Regions from separate parts of the Mus musculus genome. Here region 2 is linked to region 1. Evidence: chromatin contacts called from public promoter capture Hi-C data. All regions are on one chromosome and are shown on one strand. The core of a region is the stretch at or near the end of the contact, and the rest is flanking DNA. Distances in the headings are between cores, read along the strand shown.

Evidence for each region. Promoter capture Hi-C pulls out the DNA fragments that hold promoters and counts their contacts.
Region 2: a promoter capture Hi-C map of the C10 cell line shows a contact between it and region 1. The contact joins the promoter of Ubxn4 here to the enhancer-like site in region 1. A contact is called at or near these places in 3 of 39 promoter capture datasets (3T3-L1-derived adipocytes, the C10 cell line and embryonic stem cells), 1 of 15 datasets of contacts at CTCF or cohesin (the NIH/3T3 cell line) and 4 of 115 datasets of contacts at active chromatin or transcription factors (the 230-238 cell line, embryonic stem cells, memory CD8 T cells and 1 more).

Annotation. Positions count from the first base shown.
Region 1 is chr1:127,999,990-128,005,853 of GRCm38.p6, reverse strand. All of the region lies in intron 8 of Zranb3 (zinc finger, RAN-binding domain containing 3), which reads left to right. It also overlaps the pseudogene Gm8283. Among named protein-coding and RNA genes, the nearest start is that of Gm28800, 42 kb to the right of the region's middle. Within about 2 kb of position 1,298, at least 30 of the 459 cell types and tissues checked have an H3K27ac peak or open chromatin away from gene starts, as enhancers often do.
Region 2 is chr1:128,241,237-128,246,879 of GRCm38.p6, reverse strand. Ubxn4 (UBX domain protein 4) reads right to left here and starts at 2,743. Exons shown (of 13, transcript NM_026390.3): 1 at 2,328-2,743. The coding sequence starts at 2,409. It overlaps Gm41949 (a long non-coding RNA gene), which reads right to left and starts at 2,321. Exons shown (of 2, transcript XR_878509.3): 1 at 2,238-2,321; 2 at 1-2,117.

The DNA.
Region 1 (5,864 bases), core at 49-2,548:
TGTGCTGGCCTGGGGCTGGGCATCTATATTGGAAAATGACTGAGCACACCTTCTGCCAGCACCTACTGAGGGAGACGAAAAGCCCCTGGAAATTCATGTGGCCTGTGAAGTGGTGTATTGTAGTTTGAATTTGAGACCTATTGTAAGCATGATCCCTACCTACAACCCTATTTTTACATACCCAATTCCAGTAACTCTCAAATCCAGTATTTTACTCAAACTCTGTTGGGGCATTTTACTAACCTTGTTCCCTTTTTGGCCTGTAAGACACTTAGAGATTCCTAACAGAGTTTACTGTTGTTTAGAAATTTGCAAGGGCTTTTTTTCAGCAATGCCACCAGCAGATTATAATCTTGTCAACAGTTCATTGTCTCCTTAGTACCACCAGTCACCTGCATCATTCATGGTAGAAGCTGTGTTCTAGCCATGCAGTTAAAAAAAAAAAAAAAAAAAAAAGAATTAACATTTCAAAAAGCACTTTTAGGTATCCATTAAATGATTAAATGTCATAAGCATGTGTGTGTGTGTGTGTGTGTGTGTGTGTGTGTGTGTGTGCGCGTGCTCCTTCGTCTTCCCAGGAGCATCTCCCCCTTAACTTCATGCCCCTCTCTTTTTAAGTGTAGCCCACTGAGACCAGTTACTGCTGCTCATGCTCTAGGGCAGGGGCAACCTACTCATAGCCACAGTCTCAAAGAAAAGTGGCTCTCTCTCTCTCTCTCAATAGCCATGAGCTGCCAGCAGATCCTTACCTAGGCATGGGGTCTCAGGTGTCACTCTCTCCTCCACACTGGAGTAGTAACTCACTTGGTCTTACACAGGTAACCACAGCTGCTGTGAATTCATATGTGCCAGAACCATGCCTCATCTGCAGAACACCATTTTCACAGCATTTTCTCAACCTTAGCCTCTTTTTATTCTTCCTGCCCCACCTTCTCTGAAATGTTCCCTGAGCCTCAGGCATGGTTAGAAGTGGGAAGGCTGGACATATATGTACCATCTATGACTAAACACTTTCAGGCAGTTATTCTCAGCATTTTGACCATTTACTTGTATGTGTGTGTGGTGTATCCATGTGTGTGCATCTGTATGTGAAAGTGTTCATGCCCATGTATATGGGTTCAGAGGCTAATGAAAGAAATTGAGTGTTTTTCCCTATTGTTTTTCAGCATATTCCCTTGAGATGGTCACTCACCAAACTGGAAGTTCCCTAAAAATGAAGTTACAGACATGCACAGCCTTGTCCAGCTTTGAAATGGTGCTGAGGATTTGTGTTCACTTCCTCATGCCTGTGTTGCAAGAGCTCTTACCACTAAGGCATCTCCCCGGCTCCTAGTCATTAGCCTTTTTAAAGCAGTGGTTTAAGGGATAGTGGGAGAGAGCTCTGGTCCTGATGAAGGGTAGCTGAAAAGAGGAGGGTGGGAAGCGCTCACTAGATAAATGAGGTATATGAGCCCAGGTTACAGCAATTGTCCCAATTCTAAGTCTAGATTGGGATTGTAATGAAGGTACTTTACGCATTTCAACTTGACATATACTCACTGAAAAGCTTATTCCTGTAAATATAGCTCTTTAGGCAAACATGCACTTTATTAAAGTGCTTCAGTTGCCATGACAACATATCTGGAAATTATAGCAGCTTGTTTTGAGAGAGCTTCATTTCCACTTCTGAGGCACCGACAACCAAGGCTAAAGTTCTTTCCAGCCTCCAGGCTCACTGTATGATGAGTTACATTGTTCAGAAAATATAGACATGCAAAATGCAGTTTGTAGAATAATGCTTGAGACTTTGTAGTTAATGCATATACATTTTAGATAGGCATTTTTAATTTTTAATGTTAAATATGATTAAAGCTGAAAACAGTCACTCCAAAAATAGCTCTTAATTTATTCCCCAGTAGCAGCCACTTCCAGTGTTTGTAAAAGCTGAGTATTGGTGTATGGTTTGTTTTAATTCATTCAAACCTCAACATCTTAGTTTGCATTACTGCTCACACTACATTTTCAGCCCTATCAATGGGTTTGTCGATAAACAGGATAAAATTTTACCTCCGTGCATCTCTGTTCCCCTCCAGATACATAACTGTCTCATTCCCATTCTTCCATTCAAGTGATATAATTTTCCTAAATTTTTAAATTATGCTAATTTTTCCCTGATCAGTATTCACTACATTTGTTACTAAACCCATGTTTAAAATACTTGCCGGTGAACCATGGGATATACTGTTGGTTTGTTGGTTGGTTTGTTATGCCATGTGATATATAATTATAATATGGAATGTCTAATTCAGAGTAAACTTGTAGTACCTTGTTTGTCTTTCTTTATGGTGAAAACATTTAAAATTCTTTCTCCTGGCTCTGGCTTTTTGACATACACACCAAGGTGACCACAGCCCCTTGCTGTGTGGAAGCATGCCAGCGTGCCTTGCTTGTGCTTCATCACATCTTTGTTCTCATTTATCAGGCTTCCTTTCCTCTGCAGCTCATTTCATTTTCTTCAGAGGTATTGACTTCCAAAATCATCCTCCTCCTTTTTCTTCTTTCCTCCTCCTTTCCCTTCTGCCTCCCCTTCCTCTCCTAGTCCTCTTCTTCCCCTTCTGCCTCCCTCCTTTCTTCCTCCTTCCCCTCTCCTTCCCTTTTCTTTCCTTGTGCTTCCCCTATTCTTCCTCTCCCCTCCTTTTTCATCCTTTTCTTCCTCCCCCCCCCCCCGTTCTTCTTCCTATCTTCATTCATTCCCACCCTCTGCATTTCTTTCTTCCTTCTTTCCTTCCTTCCTGCTAAATATCAAACCTAGAAATTGGTATACACTAGGCAAGGATGTGCTTTTTCACTGAACTATGTACTCAGTCCTTCAGTACCTATTACTATAACTTTAATTTAATTGTCACAATTTTATGCATTATGCCCACTCCCTGATTCCATTGTGTGTGCTTCTTGTATAACAGAATACTTGAGACTGGAACATTTGTAAACAATGAAAGGTTGTTTAGCTCACAATTCTGGAGGCTGGACAGTCCAATATCAAGGTGTCAGCATCTGATGAAGGCCTTTATGCTGCTTTACCCCACAGCAGAAGGCAAAGAGCAATGGAGTAGAGAGAATAAAAGATGGCTTGTGGTCTCCAGCCTTTGCATAAGTAGCATCATTCATTTATGAGTGTAGAACCCTCATAACCTAACCCCTGTCTTTAGGCCCTGCATGCATCACTGTTGTACTGGGGATTGCATGCCCAGTGTGTCTCTTTAAGCTCACCATCACACCATACTGCTTGCTCTCAGTCGAGGATCCCACTTACCCAAACAAGCTCTGCTTCACCCCATCTGACAACTGTGTCTCCAGTTTGCTACCAGCGTGTGGGGAGTCTGTATGTGTGGCATAGAACCTGTAGACAGGATGAGGCACAGGCTTGACACAACCCTCTACTTCTGCCTTCTCTTGGCTTCTCTGTTCTAGCTCCCCTTGCCCTATCCCTCCTGGACCTTGTACCTGACTGCAGCGGAAACCAGATATTCCTGTGCATTCCACACTGTGAGCTGGGAGAGTCACTTATCAGGCACCATGTACTTCTTAGCTTCAGTAGAGCTTGCTCTTGCCTTTTGTGTTCTTTGCTCTTAGACTAAGAGGGAATAAGGGTTGAGTGAGTTCAGCATGCCATCTTTATCCAAAATTTCTCAGTAACCAATTGTTGTTGATTATTAAAACATTATCTTTATTTGTGTGTGTGTGTGTGTGTGTGTGTGTGTGTGTGTGTGTGTGTGTGTGTGCATGCATTTAGGTGCCTGTGGGGACCATAATAGGGCATCAGATAGCCTGAAATTGCAGGCAGTTGTGAGCCACACAATGTAGATTCTGGAAACAGAATTTGAGTCCTCTGGCAGAGTAGCAAGCACTCTTAACCTTAAACATTGGACCATTTTTCCGCCCTCCCCCCCTTTTTTTTTATCCTTGATCCCAAGCTAACCAGTCCAGGCTGGTCTTAAATTTGTAATCTTCCTGCCTCAGTCTCCAGGAGTTACACGTATATACCACCACAATCAGCCAGTAATTAGTATTAACAATTAAGAGAGAGTATATTTTAAATTTAAGTCATTTCATCTTTAACTCTGACTCTTTCTGGATAACTTGGAATGACTTTAGCTAAGAATGCCCATTAAATGTTAATTTGTATTTTTTTTTCAATTCTTTCTACATCAGTTTCTCCATTTCATTCTGTTCTCTTAGACTTCCCTCTTGTGCTCTTGAGCCTGTCACTTCAGGTTCTTCTAGAACCTTCTTTTTTTATTTCTGTTGCTTTGATAAAACACTTGACCAAAAGCATCTTGAAGAGGAAAACTGCTACGCACACTCCAGTGAAGTTTGCTTGGCAGGCCGAGAGGCCTGGGAGCACTCACGAGGCAAAGAGTTTCAAGGAAACTCGCCTCCTGGAACTTTGGCTAACCCGTATACTCATACCCTATCCCCGCTTTAGTCTGGTGTATGGATCCACGTGCTCTCTTTTAGTATTATTTTATTATAAGCGCCTTTTAAGATTGAATTCTGACAGAGCTAAGCCTTTGCCAGTATTCCAATGTCCCAGAAAATCCTTGAAGCCAATAACTTGGAATTCAGTAGGAATTCAGTAAGAAGGTTACCTATTCAGTAACATTCAAATTTACTTCTAGTAGAGACAGTACATTACAAAGAACGGAGCCGGAATAGCTCAGGGCTGTTCTGCAGAGTGTATACTTGAGACAATAGCCAGTCTTACCCAGTGAGACAATAGCCAGTCTAACCCAGACAAGGGAATTCACAATGGCCTAGCGAATAGGTGGGTTTACCACGAAAGAGTTAGGGAATCCCCCTGAGACAGGTTTCTTCACTAGGCCCAAAGAAATCAGGCATTTACTAAGAACCCCTGGTGGTGGGCTTAACAATAGACTAGCTTTACACCTGGCTCCCTTCTTAGTGGCAGCGGCCTGGTCCCCGTCTTCTTTTCATGTATGCATTCCTTATGTTTTATGTCACTCGGAGGATGTATCTTGCCTGGTTTCTTATTATTCTTCTGTATAAAATGTATGATGCTCGACCTGAAAAATTACATTCAGATTCTACACAACCTCTTGTGTTGCATGTGTCTGTCATTCGCCGACTCCTTGCCCATCTGCAACCAGAGAACCATCCTACAAGGGACCAAGAGGGTCTGTGGCAGAAAACCTAACAACATATAAGTCCATCATCTAGGAATGTCAAGGCAGGAACCTGCAGGCTAGGGCTGATGCAGAGACTAAGGAAGGATGCTGCTTACTGGCTTCGTCTTCATGGCTTGCTCAGCCTGCTTTCTTATAGAACCCAGGACAGCCAGCCCAGCAATGGCACCACCCACCACAAGCTAGTCCCTCCTCTATCAATCACTAATCAATAAATGCCCAATAGCCTCATCTACAGGCCTGTGTTATAAGGACATTTTCTCAGTTGAAAGTCTCTCTTCCCAAATAGCTTGTATCGAGTTAACATAAAACTGGCCACACACTTCTCCATCCTAGAGACAAGGAATTTCCAATTTCACCTGGCCTCTATCTGCTTCTCTATCTGCCTGTCATTACACCTGCCTCACTAGCTCAGTTTAAGAATGTAAACCAAGTTTTCCTCAGCCTTAAACATCAGCCCTAGTCTTCTTTAAAGTCTTTAATTTTCTCCCCCTTTCTCCTTAGTCCCTTTGTATTTGCATGAAATTATTTTAAGAACCATTTTCTAAACAATAGTACATTCTCCTCTTCCCAGCTCTCATTTCTCTTTCTCTTCTCTCCTTATCCCTCCTGTGTTGTCTCAGTCTGAAGTATCCCAAGGCCCCTGTGATACAGGCTTTCTTGCTAACCTCCGGCTTTGAG
Region 2 (5,643 bases), core at 1,494-3,993, 240 kb before region 1:
CCAAACCAAACCAAACCAAAACAAACAAACAAACAAAAAAAAACCACCAAACCCGGGGCTGGCGAGATGGCTCATCGGGTAAGTGCAATGATTGCTTTTCCAAAGGTCCAAGTTCAAATCCCAGCAACTATGTGGTGGCTCACAACCACCTGTAATGAGATCTGACCCCCTCTTCCGGTGCATCTGAAGTCAGCTACAGTGTACTTATGTATAATAATAAATAAATCTTTGGGCTGGAGCAAGCAGAGACTGACTGAGCAGGGCTGACTAGAGTAGAGGTCCTAAAAAATTCATTTCCCAACAACCATATGAAGGCTCACAATCATCTGTACAGCTACAGTGTACTCACACACATAAACAAATAAATCTTAAAAACAAAACAAACAAAAAACCCAAAAAAATATCAGATATGGTAGCACCCACCTATAATTCAAGCAGTTGGGAGTCTGAAGCAGAAAGATAACTGTGAGTTTGGGGCCAGCATTACACTACAAAGTAAGGGCCTACACACCTTTGATCCCAGTATTTGGGAGGTAGAGGAAGAGGTAGACTGATCTCTGTGAGTTCAAAGCCAGTCAAGGTTATAGTCAGACTCTGTACACTCAGCCCCAACACTGACTGTTAAAATGTAAAAATGTTAACCTGTTGTGTTGCACACGTCTGTAATCACAACACTTGGGAGCAGAGAATCAGGATTTCAAGGTCAGCCTGGGCTATATGAAATCCTGTCTCAAAAAAAAAAAAACCAAACCAAACCAAACCAAATAAAATACCACACAAGAAACCCAAAAATCCTAGAATAGAAAAACCAAGCAAACAGTTTTTGTGAGACTGGCCCAAGTTACTTACAACTTTGGACCTAAGTGGTTCAACTACAAAAACAAGACAATAAAACTACCTTTCCCCCCAGAACTATTGAAATTTTGTGTGGAACACAGTTTAAAATGTTGTAAACTGCGGCTAGAGAGATAGCTCAGTGGTTAAGAGCAGCTGCTCTTTCAGATGACCTGAGTTCAATTTCTAACCTGAGTTCAATGTCGTGTTCTTTCCATTTTCATGTGACTACTATTCTTACTGGATTACAAGATTAATTTATTAATTTAATTTAAAGTATAATTCAATATAGCCTAAGTAATTTATGCTTTTCTAATTAACAGCAAGCATCAAGTTGAAAAGTTAGCATAACAAAACAGACATTTAAAATTTAAAATGCTCAAATTCACATGTCAGTTTTTTTTTTTTTCCCACAGAGATGAACAAAGTTACAGAACTCTTAAAAGCCATGGGTCAATTATGAGTAACTGTTACTGAACACAAGTGACTGAAGAAATTAATAGTTGTCACTTCAGATTAATAGTTGTCACACAAACTGGTCCATGTATCAAGAATGTACAAAACTATAGAAGCAGATGGTTGACTGCGGATATACAAGACTTCAGCAATAAAACAGGAGGCTATGGAACCAACTGATTTAGAGCAATATGGGGTAAATGAGTTGGCACATGTCTGGAAAACTACATTTTAGGTTAGAAGAGAGGAAGAATCAGGACTGAGTATGTACTTTAAAAACTATGTTAAAAGTTAAAAAAAAAAAAGGTCAACTTGTAATAAAGTAATTATTGCACCTCAGTTCCCTCTGAGTACTATGATAAAAGAGTACCATCTGTGAGCTCAAGTTTATGTTTCGGGAACATTCTAAGACATCAGGTGGTTTCTTTGTGGCTTACCGATGACACAGCTTTCTTGACAGCTCACAACTTTCTAGACCCAGTTGTCTGCCTAGTGGCCTGTCCCAACCACACCCGCACACCAAGAATTAAAAGGTCCAAGCTGCCAGAAGAGGAGATCCCAGAGGACCAAGAAGGGGAACACCAGGGCTGGGGGTCTTGGGGGGGGGGGTCTGCCTGCGACAACCCGATTGCCAAGGCCTGCAGGGCGCGACTCCTCGCAGGGTTCAGTGATTGGGGACAGGGCCTGGACGCGCTTCCCACACAGATGCAGACAGGTCACGCCGGAGTCCCCAACAGACCCCAGAAGCACCAAGTGGCACTGGGCCCGCCCGCGGCCTGGAGAGGCTTGGCGTCTGGGTCGGCCCCGCAGCGGAGCAAGCCTGGAGCCTTATAAAAAAAAAAAAAAAAAAAAAAAAAAGCTGTACTGGCCCGGACAGGAGACGAGCGGCCCCGAAGAGACCGAGTGGACTGGGCGACAGGGTCTTAGGCTGTCTGAGCCCGGCCCACCTTAGCTCCTCCTGCCTAGCTCACTCGACGCTAACGAGAATCCAGAACAAGATCAAAGCGCCACCGTTCTCGGGCCCTCTCCCCAGTCACCTGCCACGAACACCACGAAGACCGCGCCGCTCCTCTTAGCAGACGCGATGGCCGCCGGGATGGCGCCCTGGAACCACAGCATCGTCCCCTTCAGGCCCAGGCGCTCGCTCGGTGTGTCGTCGCCGCGGTGCCACAGCCGACCCCGCCCTCCTGGTTCTTTGGCCTCGTGGCCCCGGCAACCACCGGCTAATCCGGGCCCCGGTCTGAGGACCCAGCCAGCCCGTACGCCCGACAGCCACCCCCTGGGGACGCGCACCGGAGCGCGCTTGGCAAGAAAAGTACGCCCCTGTGTCACGTGACGACGACACTCCTCGTCAGGGGTCGCGCGCCCCGGTGCCTGGTCGGCTAGGTAAGTCCGTAAGTGCGCGCCCCCGCGAAGCCTCGGGTTCCGACTCCAGGAAGTGGAAGGAAGTATCAGGAAGGATGACTAACCGCTACGGCACGTTGACGTCGCCTGCAGTGAGGCTTCCTGGGAATTGTAGTCTTCCGAGGCTTGTTAATTTGCGGAAAGGTAAACTGTGGGCTCAAAGCATGGCGAGAGTGAGCATAGTGAGCACATCAACGCTGTAAGAGTAAATGCTAGGTATCGAGTTGCTGTCACCCTCTGACTTCTGCAAGCAATCTGCTCCACAAATAAACAAGCTTTACGGGGCTTGACCCGAAGCCTTTGGTTTTTATTTAATTTGACCCTGTGAAAAAGATGGGATTCAGAGGGGCGTGGCAAACCACGCATTTAATCCCAGCAATCCGAAAGCAGAGGCCTGCCTGCCTGTATGAGATGGACAGCTTAGTCTACAAGGTGAGTTCCGCGGACTGTCAGGATTTGTACAGAGACCCTGAATAACAAACAAACAAACAAACAAACAAAAACCAACCAACCAACTTACCAAAAACCCCAAACAAACAAAAGAAAAAGACCGGCTAGAGGTACAACAGTGTTCCTCCTCGCCCGCCTCCCACCCCGCAGTACCACATAGGCCCCTTATCTGAAGGGTAAGCGAAGTGGCAGAATGCTGGCTTTTGGCTATAATGTGCATTTACTAACTGGATCACATTGTAAAACCTTCAGCCACTATGCTATGCTATTGAAAAAACTTATTTATTTTTAATTCTGTGAAGACAATCCTCCTACCTGTACCATCCAGCGTGTACCATCTTGGCTGGCTGTACTTAACTTGTATGAATATCATGTAAAGAAAATATTTCTGTTGTTTCCTTGAGTGATAGAGTAAAGAAAGTCTAAATGGAGTAGAATCAACTTGTGTATAGGCCAGTAAGAAAATAAATTAATAACTATGTAAGGTTTATGGATGCATACGAAATCAAAATGGAAGAAAAAACATTTGCACAAGTTTCTAGTGTTTGGTTTCGGACTTGGGGACAAGGGACTGAGGTGCATATTTTCCACACCAAAGCAGACCTGGCCTCCAGGTTCTCCCAGCATCCCTCAGTCCATACCCTGCCTCCAACTTTGAACTTCCCAGTCCAGATCTCTCTCTCTCTCTCTCTCTCTCTCTCTCTCTCTCTCTCCTTGCCCATTCCCACTCCCCCCCCTTCTCTCTTACTATATATCTTCCTCCACTAGCTGCTCCCCTCTCCCTGGTGGCAACTTCCTTGGCCTTGATCCTTGGGGCCAGTGAACTCGCCGACCGAGAGCGGTTTCCCAAAAACCTGCCTTTAATATAATCTAATCTGGCTTAAATTGGCCAATTTCTCCTATCTTCCTTCAAATATATATATATATTTAACTACTTTGATATCCCTTTTCTGCTTCGAAGGCAGATACAAGTGACTAATACAAAGCAGCATTAGTGGCAGGACGTGGAAACAGCTACCCCAGTTCGTGAGCACCTCCATTTATTACTAGCACAACTCCCTCTCTGACAGTTCAGTTGTCTCACTAGTCAATTGGAGCCTTGGAGGGAACCTACCCTTTAGGCTATGTGACCACACAGAGACCCTTGTGTTTAGCAAGTACTTGTTACTTATGTAGCAATTAAGTGCTTTACAGATGTTAGCTATTGTTTCTGAATGCCTGCCCCAAATCCTGTTTAAGGAAATTATGCATGTACTTTTCAGAATTCAAAGTTTTGCTGGATCATTTCTAAACTTAACCACTGAACAAACATTTGTTGAGGTCTTAGTAAACAAAAGAACCACCTCAAGGATTACATTCCTCTGGCCAGCAGTAAAACATTAAGCAATAAATAGGGCAATTACTCCTGTAATTGCCACTGTAATAAATGGCAGAGAAGAGGAACTACAGAATGTTTTAACTTACACCAAGTCATTAATTATAGTTCACCAGGAATGCCTCATGAAGGGCTGAAAAAGTTGGCTTCTTCCTTTTTTTTTTTAGTTTTTCGAAATAGGGATTCTCTGTATAGCCCTGGCTGTCCTGGAACTCAACTTTGTAGACCAGGCTGGCCTCGAACTCAGAAATCGGTCTGCCTCAGCCTCCCAAGTGCTGGGATTAAAGGCATACACCACCACTGCCTGGCCTAGAAGTTGGCTTTTTTTTTTTTTAATTTTTTTTATTAGGTATTTTCCTCGTTTACATTTTCAATGCTATCCCAAAGGTCCCCCATACCCACCCCCCCAATCCCCTACCCACCCACTCCCCCTTTTTGGCCCTGGCGTTCCCCTGTACTGGGGCATATAAAGAGAAGTTGGCTTCTTGAAGGTCATATTTAAGTATGAACAGAGGGGCTTGGTAGAGATAGGCTCCATGTTCAAACACACATATGGCTCTTGCAGAGGACTTGAGTTCAATTGTGAGTACCTACATTAGGTGGCTCACAACAGTCTATAATTTCACAAGCTCCTCTGGCCTCTGTGGACACCTGCATGCATGTGCACCTACTACACACACACTATTAACAACAATCATTTTTTTGAGTTAAATTAACTGGAAAATGCCAGTAGAAAAGAATAAATGTTCTGGGAAGAGTTTAGTTTCCAATACCTATCTCAGGCAGTTCATAGCCTCCTGCTATCTCCAGCTCCAGCTAGGGAGTCCAGTACCTTCTGACCTCTGTGGGTACTCATAAACACAGGCACATGAAAATAAAACTAATCTTAAAATACAAGCATATCCAAACACAATCCCTGGAGCTAGAGTTATAGGTATTTCAGAGCTGTCTGGTGTGGGTGCTGGGAACTTCATCTTCAACTGCATGGTGGCAGGTGCCTTTAACTGATGAGCCATCTTCCTGGTCCAGGACTATCGTTTTATTATAGTTATTGGAGAAAAGACACTTTCTATGTAGACCAGGCTGATGTAGAACTTTTGCTCTACCATTATGCCTATCTTCTG